Linked DNA regions of Mus musculus: region 2 is linked to region 1. The links are chromatin contacts, called in public HiChIP or PLAC-seq maps. All regions are on one chromosome and are shown on one strand. The core of a region is the stretch at or near the end of the contact, and the rest is flanking DNA. Distances in the headings are between cores, read along the strand shown. Region 1 has its middle 14 kb from the start of Spata3. Region 2 holds the start of Psmd1 (proteasome (prosome, macropain) 26S subunit, non-ATPase, 1).

The links. HiChIP or PLAC-seq counts read pairs in DNA pulled down with a chosen protein or histone mark.
Region 2: an H3K4me3 HiChIP or PLAC-seq map of neural progenitor cells shows a contact between it and region 1, with 3 times the contacts expected there. The contact joins the promoter of Psmd1 here to the enhancer-like site in region 1. A contact is called at or near these places in 5 of 39 promoter capture datasets (the HPC-7 cell line, embryonic stem cells, hippocampal neurons and 1 more), 12 of 484 Hi-C or Micro-C datasets (B cells, CD4 T cells, the CH12 cell line and 7 more), 12 of 115 datasets of contacts at active chromatin or transcription factors (the SCID.adh cell line, T-cell acute lymphoblastic leukemia, astrocytes and 5 more) and 1 of 9 other capture datasets (adipose tissue).

Annotation. Positions count from the first base shown.
Region 1 is chr1:86,006,745-86,009,445 of GRCm38.p6, reverse strand. No RefSeq gene overlaps it. Among named protein-coding and RNA genes, the nearest start is that of Spata3, 14 kb to the left of the region's middle. Within about 2 kb of position 1,430, at least 18 of the 459 cell types and tissues checked have an H3K27ac peak or open chromatin away from gene starts, as enhancers often do. A contact at or near this core is called in the CH12 cell line, memory CD8 T cells and neural progenitor cells, where this site is marked.
Region 2 is chr1:86,063,207-86,065,977 of GRCm38.p6, reverse strand. It overlaps Psmd1 (proteasome (prosome, macropain) 26S subunit, non-ATPase, 1), which reads right to left and starts at 1,359. Exons shown (of 25, transcript NM_027357.2): 1 at 1,173-1,359. The coding sequence starts at 1,188.

The DNA of each region.
Region 1 (2,701 bases), core at 181-2,680:
ATCTCAGAGTTAAAGTCAACCACCAGAACTGGAAAGTGGCAAGGATGTACCGGTTTAAGCCAGTGAGGTTGTGATGTATCATAAGATGAGATGATCAAATCATACAACCAGAAAATGGCAGAGCAGGGAACCAAGTTCAGTATGTCTGACCCAAAGCCATCTTTCGCTCTACAGAGATCCCAAACCCTCACTTTTCCCCCTGACTCTATCCCTGAACCTCAGCCATGGTAGACTCTTACCTTTCCTAGGGTATAGTTTTTTGGTTTTGTTGTTTGTTTGTTTTAAAGATTTATTTATTTATTTAATGTATGTGAGTACATTGTCACTGTTTTCAGACACACCAAAAGAGGGTATCAGATCCCCATTACAAGTGGTTGTGAGCCAACATGTGGTTGCTGGGAATTGAACTCAGAACCTCTGAAACAGTAGTGAGTGCGCTTAACCACTGAGCCCTCTCTCCAGCCCCTGGGTTATAGTTTTTATCATGAAGTTTTTGAATGTTTGTCCTGTACAAGCAATTTGAACATATCCTATAAAAATGGGATAGAGATGCTAATGGGCATGAGAAGTTTTTTGAGCATGTGGAGGTTGTCATCTAGTAGGAGAAGACAGACTGGACCCCACAATGATTGCCACAGTTACTATTACCCTGTGTCACAATCGAAGCTTGACTGAGCAGTTCCAGGCAATGTACAAGACAACAGAACTGATGGCTGGGATTAGACCCACAGTTGGAGGAAAGTCCCACCTGTCCTTATTTGTGTTACAACAATTGTGTCCTCAGAAGGGTCACAGCCAGGAAAGGAACAGAAAGGACTCTTGGGTTGGGAATAAAAGAACTTGAAAGACTACAGTCATCTCCAGATATCTAAAAGTTCAGGTCATTAAAGAAAACACTTGGTACAAGGAGAGATGTTTATGGCAGGCCATAAGTAGGGAAATTAAGATGCTGAACAATTTGCCTTATGAGTAAGTACCACCCCTTGATTTAGTAAAAACCTCCATCAGGAAAGGGAAAACTATATTAAAGGTATGGAGTGGCCAGACTTAGCAAATGAACACACAAAAAGGCACTTAAACTTGCATTTTACATCATTTATAAAATAATTGCTCCATGCAATTTGCTTTTATGGCTCTTAAATCCAAATTTAACTGTATGCCCTTAATTTTTATTTGACAAAATTGATATAAGATTTTCTTTGTGTTTTGAAAAAAATAAGTGTATGGTATTTTAATTTTTAGAATTTGTAATATACATAATACAGAAATTGTACATATTTCTCAACTCACATGAAGCACATTTCTTTTGAAAAGGGAAAAGAGAAAGGACTTCAAGTCTATCTAAAGAAGAATCAGATGTCCTCTGCCGAGTTAGGGAAACCAAAAGAGACCGCTACCACTAGGGGGCACTGCATGGCTGCAGGTTAGAAGACCAGAGGCACTGTAGCCCGTTCTTTGATCTAGGTTTACCCTGGGAATTCCCTAGGGGCGGGACTGGTGTATGCAAACTTGGAACTCTCTTCAAAGTTTGTCCTCTGCTTTTGTCTTCAAAGCTTCAGGACCGTTGTTTTTTTTTTTTTTTTGGCTAGAGGAGTGCGTGGGGTTGGAAGAGAGAGGTCAGCCTATTGTTGCCTGGGGGTTTCATTCCTACGTGTATCTCTTTTCCTTTTCATTCTTCCTGGGGACCCAGTTCCAGTCTTGGAAGCCTCAACTCTCAGCTGACTCCAAAGATCCGAAAGGGATGGCGATTCTTGCCCTCAGGGAAGAGAGGAGGGAGACAAGATAGGAGGGAGACAAGATAGAAGGGAGAGAGTGCAGAGTAGGTGTGAAGTCATTGTTACTTTCCTATAACACTTGAGTTTGTGCCCTTACCTTTGGCCTTGTGTGTCCTGAGTAAGAGCTGTTCAGCGAATATTTTTAATTCATCCGACACTAGGAGGCCCCTAGTGAGTTGTGGCCTCACCTGGGGCTTAGCAGGGGGTGCAGTTTAAAAAGCTCCGAATGATGTCCAAAGCTTCCGAATTCTAGAAGAAAGGAAGGCAAGTTACCCAGTTCACAGCTATTATCCATCTTTCTTGGGGCAGTGATGCCTGCCAAAGGGAGAGGCCAGGTGCTGGCACAGAGATCCATTCCTACTCCCAGGCACACACTACAACCCTGGACTGCTTTGGGGAGGGGTTGTGAGGGTTTTGGGAGATGCAGTTGGAGGTGCCTGAGGAGCTGGGAGGATGGGGGGTGGTGGTGGAGGAATTATGATATAGATCCAGGAATCCACAGAATGAAAGAATCTATGGATGAGAGAACAATTGCCCAGGAAGGAAGAGCTGTGTTTGGGGGACATTTTAATCAGTCAGGGAAGAGTCTCAGCCTGGAAGACCAGAAAACAGAGAGGACAAAGAGGTGATTTAGCTCGGTGTTAATTTTTCACCATAATTCCTTTTGTGCAAAGGGATCGAGTGGTCTCTGAATGAATCCCTTGGAGTAGTAAGACTACAGGTGTGGACTTCATCTCCTGTCCCTTTTCTTCACCTGGTGACTTGAACCCAGCACCTGCTCTGCTCTGTGGCCCAAAGAGTTGTAAAGGGCTCATCCACAAACATGGCATGCTGTGAATTCCTCCCCACAGTGTAGGGAAGCTACAAAATCTTGGCGTGGAGGAGAAAGAGAGAAAGATCTCTTTAGCATGTTTTTTCCTCGCTAT
Region 2 (2,771 bases), core at 110-2,609, 57 kb before region 1:
GTGGTAATGGCGGGGCCTAAGCCTATTCTTACAAGTGGCAAAAAATCTAGTATTTTCCTCCAGAGCTAATTGGAAAAAAGAAAAGAAAATGCTTCTTTTGATGGGAACTAAAATTCATTGCAATCATCTGTCTCTATCAGGACAAAAGTCTAACTTCAAGTCCAAACACTTCTTCACGTGTTTAAAAATAACCAGCACAGAGTGTAGTAGTACACTACACATTTTTAATCCTAGTATTTAGGAAGCAGGGGCAGGAGATCTCTGTGAGTTTGAGGTCAGCTTGGTCTACACAGTGAGTTCGAGGACAGCTAGAGCTACACAGTGAGACCCTCCCCACCGTACAGCATACTGTCTACTGAGAACCCGTTTGTTCAAAATCAAATACTTGTAGAACAAGTACAGAATAGGAATAACAACCAAGCAAGGGTACGCAAGCAGCCAGGGCTGAGAAAGCATCGAGACTGGGAACAGCTATACGCAGTTCAAGTCTGTAGTGGGCTTGAAAAATCTCCATGTAGAAGTTCATCTCCCTCCACACCTTCCCATTTCAAAAGCCATTACAAGTATCTACCATACAAGTGTGCGAAACCTGCTTTGCAGTCCTGAGGATCTAAACACACACAGTAAGGTGGCTCTCCAGTCAATGCTGCCTTCACTGAACGAGGTTCTTAGGTGAATACGGTAGCACCAAAAACCCAGCCACCTCAAACCTAATTTCGGACTTCCAGGAGAAGATATCTCATGCACAAGCCAGAAGCACTTAGTGTAGCAGTTAGGCTGCCAGGCCAGGACCTGCTATAAGATGCTTACGATGACACCGGGGCCCATCCCAAACCGAAACACCTGCGGGGAAGGATTGGGGGGTCACTCGACCAAGAAGCGGACAGAGAATAAAGGTCCAGCGACCGCCTAGGAGCCCGGTCTGGTCCTGGAACGGGGGTGTGGCTGGAGAGGGACGGCCGGGTGGCTACCTGGTCCTATTCCTACGAACCCCAGGGGCCTGCAGTGACCTGGCCAGTTTCCCAGCCCTCGATCCCCGAGGTGGGCCTCGGGCAGAGGGGCCTCGCAGGCCGGCGCTCGACCCGGAGGTGCCCAGTCACCCGCCCTGACTCAGCTAAACGCCGGCGCGGCGGCGGCTCCTCACTGGGGCGCCTGCTCCCGGCAGCACTCACCGGCTGAAGTGATCATGGCTGCGCCCTGCACTCGCCGATCCACTCGTCCACAGTCCTGGCCAAGCCCTGGATCTGTCAGCTCAGGGCCCGCTTGCTCTACCGCACCTCCAGGGTCCCGGGTGCGCTGCTCAGTCAGTCCCCTCCACAGGCCGCCGGCTCGCTTCTAGCCGAGGACCCCGCCCGCCCTAGGGCTGCCCGCATCTCCGCCTGAGGCTTGGCTCAAATTCACCGCCACGCTGTGTCTTTTATGCAGCTTCCGCCTCTCGAGATCATGCAACAAGGTAAAAAAACATGTCGTTGTTTTTTATAACTCTCCGTGAAGTCAGAGATCTGGCCGGCTGCGAACGGACATTCATTTCTAGTTGCAATCAGGCTTCAAAATAGACACCCTTGCAAAGAGAGGCCCACTCATCACCCGCCATTGCTAAGAGAATGAGTGTTAGGGGAGGTATAAGCATTGCTCGCAGCGCCACCTAAGGCTATGGAGGTCTCACTGCAATAATGCCCACCAACCCAAGACTACAGGGAAGTATTTTCTTAGAAAAGCGACTGAGGCAGAAGGATCTTGAATTCGAGGCCAGCCTGGGCTATAAAAGATCTGCTATCAAAGTAGGGGAAGGTGGTGGTGGGATAATGCTGGAAAGGCGACTTGGTCGCTTAAGTGGTTGCCATAAAAGCATGAAGACCTGAAGTTGAGTTAGGATTCCCAGTGGCCGGTGTAAACCCAGTGCTGGGGGAGGTGAAGGCAGGTGGATATCTGGGGCTTGCTGGCCGGCCTGTGTAGCCGGTTGGTGAGCTCCTGGTCTAGTAAGAGACTCTTGTTTCCAAAAAATAAAGTGGCTGGGTGTTGTGGTTCACACCTTAATCACAGCACTCAAGAAGCAGAGGAAAAGGCAGGAAGATCTCTGTGGATTTAAGGCCAGCCTGGCCTACAAGTGGGTTCCAGGACAGCCAGAGCTACAAAGTAAGACCTTGAGGAGTGTGGGGGTAGGGAAGGAAGAGTGGGAGAGCAATTGAGGAAGACACCCAATGTCAACCTCCGGCCTACTTGCGTATATGTGTATATATGTGTATATACATATACATGTGTATATGTTTGACACAAACTTGCCTCCATGCCTGTGTCTTTCGTACAGCCTCATCCAGCGAAGGCCCCCCTCCCCCCAAATATGAACATACACAAAAATAGACTGTCCAGGTGTCAAACATGGTGGTACACCCCTTGGGAGGCAATGGTAGGCAGATCTCTGTGAGTTCCAGGCCAGCCTCATCTCCATAGTGAATTCTAGTGAAGGAGGAGTCAATTGTGAGACCCTGTCTTAAAAAGGCTGGGTTGGTGGCAGTTCGGAGAGTTGCCTTTAGTGGTTAAGCTTCCAGAGAACCCAAGTACAATTCTGAGCACCCACATCGAGTAGCTCACAACTACTTGTAACTCCAGCTCCAGGGGGTTTGATGCTCTCTTTTGGCCTCCACAGGTACCTATACTCATGGGCACATAGACACACACAAATAAGTAATAAATACCTCTTTAAAAATAGAAAGCCTGTCTCTAAAATACAAAAACTTCACAGTACTTTATTATGATAATGAATGAACTAG